2 separate regions of the Zea mays genome follow, and region 1 is linked to region 2. A link is a contact called in public Hi-C data. All regions are on one chromosome and are shown on one strand. The core of a region is the stretch at or near the end of the contact, and the rest is flanking DNA. Distances in the headings are between cores, read along the strand shown.

The links. A called contact is a pair of places that touch in the nucleus more often than the background predicts.
Region 1: a contact with region 2 is called in a Hi-C map of leaf, with 3 times the contacts expected there. The contact joins the promoter of LOC103629226 here to the enhancer-like site in region 2. A contact is called at or near these places in 6 of 25 Hi-C or Micro-C datasets (bundle sheath, ear, leaf and 1 more).

Annotation. Positions count from the first base shown.
Region 1 is chr6:42,756,825-42,762,678 of Zm-B73-REFERENCE-NAM-5.0, forward strand. It overlaps LOC103629226 (transcription factor MYB59-like), which reads right to left and starts at 3,124. Exons shown (of 1, transcript NM_001322953.1): 1 at 1,333-3,124. The coding sequence starts at 2,270. The coding sequence ends at 1,512.
Region 2 is chr6:42,559,391-42,565,923 of Zm-B73-REFERENCE-NAM-5.0, forward strand. No RefSeq gene overlaps it. Among protein-coding and RNA genes, the nearest start is that of LOC100272853, 95 kb to the right of the region's middle. Within about 2 kb of position 4,086, at least 16 of the 20 cell types and tissues checked have an H3K27ac peak or open chromatin away from gene starts, as enhancers often do. A contact at or near this core is called in bundle sheath, ear, leaf and 1 more, where this site is marked.

The DNA of each region.
Region 1 (5,854 bases), core at 1,874-4,373, 200 kb after region 2:
AGCAATAACCCTAGCATCCTAGCCCCACCTGGAAGCGAACGTGGACGACGCTGGCGTGGCAAGGTTGACAGCGAGGCCCACGGGAAGCGTCGGAGCGACGACACACGTGGAGAAGGATGTTCGCCAAGTGGGGCCCACACGCCACCAAACTACGGATGAAGCGCGTGCGTGACAGAGTGACTAGTCACACGACTCCACATGGCGCCGTGATGCAGTCGACCCCAAACTGGGTTCGCTAGGAGCGCACGGGATTTGGTGGGCTGATGCTGATTCCGGCCCAAAACAGTTTTTTTTTCTTTTCTATTTCATTTTTCGGTTTTCTATTTTATTCCCAAATCCAACTTTAAGTTTCAAGTTTACATTTGTGTTCTAAGTCAATTGAATGCGACAAACATAAATACCAACATGATGCATCACTATTTCATTCACTTGGTTGGTTATTAGTTGTTTTAATCAAGTCTTTACTGTTCATATGCACACTGAAAGAGAGAAATCACACAGATCTTTATAATTTAAAGAACTAATTCACTCATTCTATATTTTGGGTATTACAGATCTCTTTAGTGCATAGGTAGTGTCATGCTAGTGCAGGGTTGTAACCTAGTAGGGTATAAAACTTTTATGCTAAGATAGAAAGTACTATTAGCTAGACATGAGGGGTGAAATGAGCTCTTGAATGGACGGTTTATTTGAAAGATGCTCCAATGCATGGGCCTTGTACACCTTCTTCTATCATATCCCTCCTCCCATCTTCCATTCCATTCCATGGCATCAAGTTCGACATGCATATAGATTATTATTCTTCCCATCATAATGTAAAAAGTTCATTCGATCCGAGGTGCAGATTATTCTGGTTCAGGTTGCACATAACTTGAGTTGCAACTCAACAAGTCCTGTCAGAACTTAATTATTAGGAGTAAGCTTCGGGTGGATTATATAGGAGTATTATTACAATATAACCAAGCGCATAAACCTTGGATGTTCGGCCGGGTTTCGCCCAGGATCGGAATTATTTTATCTGAAAAAAGTAGACAGGTTGCACATGCATCAAGATCCATCAAGGACAAACAAGCATATATAGTTTCTCAGAAACTACTGAAGAATGTATTTGTCGAACTGAATCATATACAATCTCATCATCACTTATATATATATATAGTACTTAGTACATGAATAAATACATAGATGCAGCAGGACACACTACAATCGATTGTGTTGTGTCTCGCCTCATCATCTGATTCTTCACTAAACACACGATCGACGACGATGATTATACTACATGTCTATATATCCTAGCACATATTGGTACAATATATATGATCGAGAGCAGTATCATATCATACATATATATATATAGATATGTTACAGTATTATACAAAGAGATGCAACGAAAGCCGAACCGAAGCTTTGGATTCTCATAGCTGCTGTATGCTAGACTAATCAGCACAAAAAAAAGAAAGAAATAAGCTAATGATAGATATGCATATGCGTGTGATGGCTGGATAATCGAATCAGGAGGAGGAGTCGAGCATCTTCTCGTAGTACTCGTCGTCGTCGATCCTCCAGAGCGAGTAATCAGAGCAGTACTCCCACGCCGGCGACGAAGGCGGATCGGCGGCGGGATGGCCGGGGCCGGACCCTGTCCAGCCGCCGTCGATCAACATGTAGATGGCCGCCTCCGCCGCCGCGATGTCGTTCCAGAAGTGGTCCGAGGCGTAGCACTCCTGGTGCTGCTGCTGGTGGTCGTCGTCTTGGTGTTGACGCTGGCTTGCCGTGGTGGTGGTGGTGGTGGACGCCTCGTCGAGCTCGGCGTCCTCGTCTTCGCCGCCGCTTTGCCGCAGCGCGGACTCGGTCAGAGCGGACGATGACGTGGCCGTGCCACAGCCGCGGCTGGTCGGACTAGGAGAGCCAGAGCAGCTGGACGTGGTGGTAGTCACGGACGACGCTGACCCTGAGAACGCCGACGCCGTCGCCGTCTTGCTGCTCCGGCTGTCCTGCTGCTGCTGCTGCTGCTGCGCCGCCGCCTTCTGCTTCCTGGCGCGCGTCCTCCAGAAGTTCTTGATCTCGTTGTCGGTGCGGCCGGGGAGGCTCCTGGCGATGCGCGACCAGCGGCTGCCCCACTGCGCGTGGAGCTGGAGGATGAGTCGCTCCTCGTCGGCGGTGATGCGGCCGCGCCGGAGCCCCGGGTGGAGGTAGTTGACCCAGCGGAGGCGGCAGCTCTTGCCGGTGCGCCTCAGACCTGCACGAGTACGCCGCCGACACATGCGCATGCACAGAGAAGAAGCAGGGCACGCACAAGAGAGAGAGAAAAGAAATGGTTAATCAACACCCATCGCCATAGCCCATCCTACATCAATCCATCCCCACGCACGCATGCATCTACATATGCATGCATGCATGCATGCTTGGGGATCGGATGCACCCGCCACCGCGCAAACCTGAGACCTTTGCTAAGAAATCCCACCGGCGTTCACCAAACAAGCGGACGAACCATACCAGCTGAGCGTCTTCCTCCTCTGTCCACGGGCCCTTCCTCATCGCCGCCGCCGGCACCTGCTGCTTATCACTGTTGCCGCTGCCCCTACTACTACTGCCACTACTACGGTCACCACCGCCCTGCAGCTTCTTGCTCATCTTGCTCGCTGCTGCCGGTGTCGCCATCGACGACTGATGATGAGGATAACGATCGTCCATCGGTCAGCCTTCGTCCTCTTCCTTTAATTTTTCGGCAGCGCGGCCAGGACCGCGAGTTGATGGTAGGCGTCCTTCGGTCTCCGGCCGCCTCCTCCCTCCGAACTGTCCCCGCCGTCGACCGACCTGATCGAGCTGCTTGGTTGGCCGGACTTAATAGCTAGCTAGTATAGCCTGCAGGTGGTGGCGGCCGGGCGGAAGACGAGACGAGACGAGACGACAGAGACAAAGGCCACCCAACAAAACAAGCTTCGGCGCACCTATCAATCAAGAGGAAGAAGAAGAAAGGGACTGCAGATAGATGCCTCGATCCACTACTTGCGTACGATATATAGATTCTACTGCTGGGTGCTGGGTGCTGGCTGCGTGCGTGCTAGCTGGAACGCTGGATCGATGCCTCCGTCCTCAGTACACTTGCTTAGTTGCTTACCAGATCCTCTGTGTACTGCTTGCTAGTCACACTGCGTGCACGGTTATTTATATACACATATACATACATACAAAAGAGAGAGAGAGAGAGAGCTGGTTGAATTGCTAGCTAGCCAAGAAGGAGAGGAGTGTAGTATAGTACTACAACAACTACTAGCGGTGGGGTAGATCTGGCAAATGAAAAATGCAAGGCAAGTGCCGCTGCTAAGACGACGATCGATGATCCATGGAAAAAAGCTAGCAAGCAAGCTAGTGCGAGGTGAGGTCAGTGATGGGCACCCCGCACTGAGAAATGCTCCTCCTATCATGTGTCAGCATTTGCAATTGGGATGAGCTTTCTAGAGTCACCTCACCCCCTCTTGCTTGCTCCTGCACCCTTAGCTTCTTTGTCGTTCTTTGCGCACGTATTTGCACCAGCGAATCATTAAGTTTCGGAAAACTTGTTAACCACACACGAACCAGCGTGCGAGCCTTTTCATTATTTTGTAGCCATGGCCATTCGGATTTTCGTTAAGCATCATGCAATCAACTAATTTTGTGATCAACATAAAGTATAAAACGGTAATATATATATATATAATAATCATGCCTGCTAGCAATCAAAACACTACTAGAATCCGGCTCTTTGCCGAGTGTTTTTTATCAAGCACTCGGTAAATAAATCTTTGTCGAGCGCCGCACTCGATAAAGTCCTACTCTCGGTAACAACCACGCTTACCGAGAGCAGGACACTCGGCATAGGAAGACACACGGCAAAGACCTCTTTGCGACGAGTGCCAAACACTCGGTGAACGACGACGTTCGGCAAAGGGTCGTCAACAGCCGTCTATAGTTGACGGTCGTTACCTTTGCCCAGTGCCTGCCTTGGACACTCGCTAAAGTATATATTTATTTTGTTTTTTTTTCAACCAAACTTTTTGTGGTTTGTTCCTACACTATGTAGACTTACATGTTCCATTTTGGCATATTTATAAAAGTGTTTGCTATAACTATTATATTTTATTCGTTTAATTGAATTTCCTCGGATAATTGAGAATTGAACTGCAAGTCACTCGAAAAATAGAAAAACGTGAATACAAAAATGATATCCATGTTATTTAGCATAAGTTACGGCCGATTTAAGGAGAAAACCGGAATTTTTGAGCATCATGCTCTCGAAACATGACCGGAATGCAAAAAATGATATCCAGTTGTTTAAAAATTATACACAAACAAAGTCAGAAAAACATGAAACTTCTCTACATGTCAAGATATCATATTTAGAGGCTGTGATAAAAATTGAAAATGTTTCGTGAAAGTTATCACGCACTATGTGTAGAAACCTAGTCGATTTACATTGAAGCTCTATGATTTCATGTGTAGGATACTTAGGTTTCTATATGTAGTGCATCACAACTTTCTCGAAACATTCTCAAATTTTTATCACAGCCTCTACATATGATATCATGACATATAGAGAAGTTTCATGATTTTCTGACTTTGTTTGTGTTTTATACAATTTTTATATAACTGGATGGCAAGTTTATTGTCATGTTTCGTGGGCATGAATATCATTTTTGCATTCACCGTTTTCCATTTTTTGAGTGACTTGCAGTTCAAATCTCAATTATTTGAGAAAATTCAATTAAACGAACAAAATCTAATAGTTATATCAAACACTTTTATAATTGTACCAAAATGGAACATATTAGTCTACATAGTGTAGGAACAAACCACAAAAAGCTTGGTTGGAAAAATAAAAAAAATACTTTGTTGAATGTCAAAATAAGACACTCCGCAAAGCATGGTTTACCGAGTGTTAGCCGGGCGACACTCGACAAAGTTTTTTAAAAAATATTAAAACAATCTTTGTTGAGTGCTTGTCAGTGGACACTCGCCCAAGATGTCTTTGCCAAGTGCCAGATCACGGACACTCAGCAAAGTATATTTTAAATTTAAAAAACTTTGCCAAGTTCTAGATCGTGGGCACTCGGCAAAGAACATTTACATAGCCGGTTGTATGGGCCCGCGACCCATTGTTTCCCTCCATCGCCGTCACCCAGCATGTGCCCCGCCGCACTCACGCCCCTTCCACGCCTAGTGTGTTATCTAGAACTTGCCTTCATACTTGATCCATCTAGATATACCTTTGCTTAACATTTGTTAGTTCTCACCTAGTGCGTTGTACATCTAATCACCAAAAATATAGAAATGGCACAAGGGCATATTTCCCTTTCAGCAAGCTTTGCCGAGTGCCTCCTAATGCAATCGGCAAAGGAACTGACAAAGGGGCCTACTGGTGATACGTTTGCCGAGTGCTAGTCAGTCGGGCACTCAGCAAAAAGAGGTAGCATTTGCCGAGTGCCGCCTAATACGCTAGGCAACGGAACTGGTAAAGGGGGCCCACGGGGAGCTTTTTTGCCGAGTGTCAGTATAGTGGACACTCGGCAAAGAGTGAGCCTTTGTCGAGTGTCAGTACAGTGGACACTCAGCATAGGCTCCGTCACCGTCAACTGGCGCCGTGACGACGACTTTTATTTGTAGAGTACCAAAAGTACTCGGCAAAGAAGTCATTGCCGATGTACAGTTTACCGAGTGTCACACTCGGGAAAGCCTTCGCCGATTGTTTTCTAGGATTTACCGAGTGCTTCAGACACTCAGCAAAGCAACTGTTTTCGATAGCGAAAGACTAGCAGCAATGCAACATGCATGAATTAATAAAGATCCAATTGACTTTAGGAAGACCGTAGAAAAA
Region 2 (6,533 bases), core at 2,836-5,335:
TAGAGGCCAACAAGGAAGGCTATCCTTGCCTTCTGTCGAGTGGCGCACCGGACAGTCCGGTGCGCCACCGGACAGTCACTGTAGACGGTCCGGTGCTGATCTCCTTCCTTTGCTAGCGCATACGACCATTGCAGCTCCGGGCCAATTGGCGCACCGGACACTGTCCGGTGCACACCGGACAATCCGGTGCCCCCCTGCCGACCGTTTGCGCGGGCCACGCGTCGCCCGCGGATTGCGCAGCCGACCGTTGCGCTGGCGACCGTTGGCTCACCGGACAGTCCGGTGCACCACCGGACAGTCCGATGAATTATACCCGTACGTCGCTGAACTTTTCCCGAGAGCGACCTTTTCACTGGAGTCCAGCCTGGCGCACCAGACAGTCCGGTGTGCCAGGCCGAGCTGGACTTTGGCTGCACACAGCCAAGTCTTTTGCAATTCTTTATTTTCCTGTTTCTAGCACTTAGACAAAATATGTTAGTACTTCAAACAATGTGCTAAGTCTAGAAACATACCTCGTGTCTTGATTTGCACTTTTCTCTTCATTTAACATATAAGAACTTAATTAAATGTGTTGGGCACTTAATCACCAAAACATAATAGAAATTGCCCAAGGGCACATTTCCCTTTCAATCTCCCCCTTTTTGGTGATTTATGGCAACACATCAAAAGGCAACAAAAATAAGTGCAACATCGATGCAAATGAGGACCGAATTGTTTTTGTCTAAAATTTGGCATATTTGGATCATTCTTTGCCACCACTTGGTTCGTTTTTGCAAATCAAATTCATTTTCCTATCTCTAAGTCAAACTCACTTGTTTGGGCGTAAAGAGAGATAATCCAAGAGTGAAATTGATCAAGTGCCAAAAACTCCCCCTTTTTCCCATAATCATAAATTTTCCCCCACAAGAGACTAAATTTTGTAATAAGAGTATTTTGGACAAATAAAAAATTCTAACTCTATTGTTTTCAAAATTCACAAGTGGTAGCTGATCCATTTGCTTTGGCCTTAATTTCTCCCCCTTTGGCATTAAGCACCAAAACGAGATCATTCTTGGCCCTTTAACCCCATTGCCTCACCAAAAATGTCAATTAAGAGCAAAAAGGCAATAAGAGCATAAGAATGAACTTGGAATTAAGTACACGAATACCAGAGTGCAGTGGAAGTCTTTGCATGGTCCAAGTTCACCTTTCCCTTTCAATTCACCTTTGAGACTAAATCAAGTATACTCAAACACAAAGGTTAGTCTCAAAGGGTCAAGTTGTAGCACATCTCCCCCTAAATATGTGCATCATTCACACAAGGACTTATGAGGTCCGGGGATCCCTTGCACAACTTGAGCACCATAACTAAGCAATAAATCACATAAATGTATAAAGTAACATGATCAAAGGCATAGAACACATGTATGCTATAGATCAATCCAAGTTACGCGAATCTAAGACATTTAGCTCACTACGCAGCCTGCAAAAGGTTTTCTCATCTAATGGATTGGTAAAGATATCGACTAGCTGGTTCTCGGTGTTAATATGGTGCACCTCGATATCTCCCTTTTGCTGGTGGTCCCTCAGAAAGTGATGCCGGATGTCTATGTGCTTAGTGCGGCTGTGTTCAACAGGATTATCCGCCATGCGGATTGCACTCTCATTGTCACATAAGAGTGGGACTTTGCTCAAATTGTAGCCAAAGTTCCGGAGGGTTTGCCTCATTCAAAGTAGTTGTGCGCAACATTGTCCTGTGGCAACATACTCGGCCTCAGCGGTGGATAGGGCAACAGAGATTTGTTTCTTTGAACTCCAAGACACCAGGTGTCACAACCCAACCAAGTTATCGGGCCCACGTACACCAATCCTTGCCCTCAAGGCCTCGGATAGATATGTAAGTGGATCAGATAACTTACTCGAGGTGCCGAGTTTCGATAAACTCGTTCATTTCCAAGGACCATTCGCGCAAAGTTGCAAATATTACAATAACCAGTCAAGAACATAAACTTTAAAAATAGGAGTGGAGTGGAAGTCTTTACAATAAGATAATATACATTAATAAGCTAATAAGTTTACAAACCACGAAGTATTTATTATTACATGCCCGAGGTAGAGTTAAAGTGCTAACTGATTACATCAACTGGGAAGCAACCATCTTCCCGCAGCACACACATAATGCACACAATTAAAAGTCACCATTATGAGTTTAACAAAACTCATACGTGTTGATAGTTTCTCCTGCAGCAACAATGGGATAAACCCTGAGTATGGAAATACTCAGCAAGACTGACCCGACTAAAGAAAAAGACTCTCAAGGATATGCTAGTTGTTGGGAATCAAGGTAAGGCTTACCAAATTTCAAAGACTCAGTTTTGCAGAAAAGCTTACTAGTAGTGGATCCTTAAGCCAAACTTTTACTTCACAAGTTAAGTACTTTTCCTGAGTCTAGATTTGCCTAATCTAGAGCATTCACTTGTCCTACACTAGCTTCATTTTAACAGCTTTAGTTTCACTTGTTATCTACGATGCAGGGCAGTGATCCAGTCTTGATATCCGAGAAGTTCGGCGATCCGAATCGGTTAATACTCAGCTGAGGATCTCCAACCACACGACATATGTAGCACTTAACCCTTGCATATGTCAACTCGCCCACGGGTTTCTCAAGATCAGAACGGGTCCCCGCCAACCGAGAGCTCAGTACCCCACCATCCAGCATCTTGTCAGGTGGATACACGATACTCTCGCCATCTCTCCACTCCCATTACGGGCCGGCCTTTCTGGTATTGGTCCAGCCGAGGCTAAGCTTACCCATGATGAGGCATGTGGCCAGTTAAAGGGTCCTAGATCAGCAGGCCAACAATCGGAACGGTCCTTAATCGACACAGACGGGCGACCTTTCCTGCTCAACGTCTGGTCTCCCCTTAAATTATTTTTGAAAACCTGGTACCTGTCAGAGGTACCCTACTAAAATGATGAAGTCATCAAGGCCTTTGATACCTTCATCACTCCAGCCTCTTTTTCTTTGTAAAAACATGATTCATAGATCAAAACATTTTGTTCTTAGTCTATGAGCATACTAAGCACATCTGCCTTTTTAAAACAGGTATCAAGGATGGTAATCAATTGTTCAAGGAAGTTATGCAACAAAGGTTTAATCATTCAACTCCTACCACCTAATGCAACATATAACTGATAAAAGTTTAAAAACAGCAAGGAGGTGGCAAATGCACTGGGGCTTGCCTTGGTGAGGAGGAGAGTCGGGTTCTTCTACCAGGATATTACAGTTAGCAGCAAATCCAAATGGGGCACCTTCCGGAGGACCTTCGATGACAGTCTCAGTGGGAGGAATTTCAGATGGAGGAACAGGCTCCCTTTCTACTTCCACTTCAAATTCTTCTTCAAGGTGCTCTACAAGTTAATTCGAAGTATATGAATGCTTATGTAATGATATGCTATGCAAACTCTCGCAAGGGAGAGGAGAAGAAACATCAAGTTCTCAAAACAAGTATAGGCTAAGACTATCCACCCTTCTATACTACCCAATTTTGCTCAAGTTGCCCAATGTGAATTTACTAAGACCACCCAGAGAAGTAAACATACTACAAGTTACCAAACTTGCAGTTCTTCAATTGATAGAGTTCCAATTTGAGGTAAACATATATTAACACCAAGTTTTATTAATTTAAACTCCCTCATTTAGCTATTTTAAGGTTCTCTGGTCAAACAATTCCAAATAGGTTCACATTTTTACCATAGACTATTTTAGTGATAGATAACTTCTCCACGAATTCTCATAATTTTTGGTGCTCTGGTTTTATTTCTAAAATTCATTTATGCATTCCAGGGGCACTTTTAATTACCCAAAAATTTAATTATTGCTGAAAAAATCCTAAAACTGTTCCTAGCAGAAACTACAAAATTTTGCGGATTCAACAAAATTGGTTTCACAATTTTTGCATTTTTCTACATTTCCTGGTGCATTTTACAAGTTGTCAACAAAAAGAAAAAAAAGGAAAAAATGCAATAGTGACTGGGCCGAAACCGACCCATGCGGCCACTAACAGCGGAGAAACCAGCCACACGCCGTCAGCCCGCGCCGCCTTGGGACCTTTTCCGATGAGGCCCTTGCCAATTTGGATAACTAGATACAAGGTCTAACACTATTTTCCCCCTCTCACTGACAATCTCATATAGGCCCCTTGCTTCCTTCCTATTTACAAACCTCCGTCCTCGACGGTGGATACCTCCCCGCCGGCCAAACCACGACTGGGCTCGCCGTTGGAGATCCTCTCTGGTGAAGCTGAACATATCTACTCGATTTCCGAGGCTAACTAACTATTTCCCTTAATTTAATTGATCCCAAACAGTCTAGGACCTACTTATCCACAGTGACCGTGGACCAGTGAACGCCGGTGAGGTGAACTAAGGTGATGAGTACGGTAAAGTTCAATCTAAAGGTATGATAAGCACTAGCGAACATTCATGTACATGGTGCTCACCGAAGTTCACTCGGAGAAGCTATGATTGGGTTGGTCGACGTTGACACAGCCTTCAACGGTGCTCACCGGATACATGACGACGTTCCGGTGAAGACACTGCGATAGAATCCAAAAGGAAGATTCTTTGAGCATCACCACTGCCTCAGGGTTCTAAAACGTGAACAGATTGAACATGTTACCTCTCTGAATGGACTGGCCACGAGAAGATAAAAGATTTGGAGGGTGGTCACCACTTTCAGCGTCTACACAAGGTTCTGGCCCCTTCAACAAGACCGAGAGGTAGAGAGGGCTTAAGGGTTTTTCACAGAGGTCGAGAGAGGGTATGACATAGTGGGGAAGCCAAGAACTCGCTCAGGATACATATATGGATTCAGTTTTCCCCCTGGTCACTATTTCCTTTAACTAGGGTCAAACACGCGAGTGGGCAGTGGTTGGATTTGCACTGGGTTTATTTTTACAGTGGCCAACTAGGGTTAAGTTGTTCCCTTCTACAATCTACAGACTTCCCACGCCGATCAAAGCACAGGACAACTCCAGTCCTTCCATTGCTGCATGCTGGACAACAAACCAAACAGGAAGCAGCTGAGTCACTATGGCCAGGATTCACCGCTTGGGGCTCTGATCCCTGCAGTGGTAAAGCTGGGATGAGTTACTCCCTCCACAGGACACGAATATCCTTTTTAACAAACACTAGAAATCTCTAGAGCACAGGTGGAGATGGATATGTTTCTCTGATTTTCTTCTTTTTCTCTTTTGCAAAATTCTGATCTACTTCAGTCGACAGCAGCAGCCACCTTGTCCCCTCCGTTTCTCCAATTTTTTTTATAAGAATAGAGCTACCCTCCCACATCAAACTTATTCACTGAACATTGATCTTTCAGTTTATTATAAACTTCCAGAGTCAATACCTTACAGGTTTCGAGTTATAGAGCCCCAAAGTGAGGCATATCACACAGAAACCATAATTTCAGTTTACTGAAACTGAACCCAGAATTGCAGACTGTCAAGGCAACTTTGGGGGTATTTAACTACTTATTTTACATGGTACCAAGTTAATCATTGTTAAGTAAACTTGTACACCAATATGTACTCTTCAGCTTTTCTATAAAGATCCTAGTCCAAAACCAATTATAATAAGCACCACCCAGCTCCAAAGTTGAGCCCAGCACTGAAATTCAGATCTGATAACTATTTATTATCTGAAACTCCGAGGGTCTGACAATCCATCTGTAGGCGCCATTTTCTGCAATTTTTGTGTAGAACCAAACCAGCCTCCCTTAAGCAAACTTGTGCCCTGATAGGTAATCTACAATTTCTCTATAGAAAATATGGCCCAATACTCCACTAATCATCTACAAAAGGGCCCCAATGTTAGACCAATTATACACATTTCTAAAATCTGAACTGCACTAAGTCTGAAATTTTAGATTTGAGGATAGGACCTTTGGGTTAAGTTTTCCACCAGTTTTATACAGCATTAGTGGCATGACCCTTAATCAAATCTGCACACCAAAGTATGGGATTCCACTTTGGTACAGCACTCATAGCCCAGAATTACATGGATCAGCCCTTAAGGAGTATCCCAAATCTGCTTCAGACTGAAAAATCAGCAAGACTGAATTTTTATCTAAGTCTGATTCTCCAAACTGAACACTGCATCTTTAGCCTCCTTTTTCTACCAGTTTCATATAGATTTAGAGCTTCAATACTTAATAAAACTTGTTCTCCTATAGTTAATCTACAAGTTTACTATAGCAACCTTTTGCCAAAAGCCCCCAGATTAAAACATACAGGGGTCCAGAAATAGGTAAAGCAAATTGTTTTTAGTTGAACCAAAACTGTATTAAATCTGAAATCTGCAAATTACTCCAAATTTCTCTTCAAAACTTGAAAATCTCAACACATGAAAATTGTTTGGTTTTGGAAGCTCTACAACTTTGGTATTTTAATTTTTGGCAAATTATGGAGAGATCTCATATTTCATCCTTTGGACCAAAACTGGAGTTTTTAAACTAGTTTTCCACTCTCTATTCATTACCACATTTCATTTTG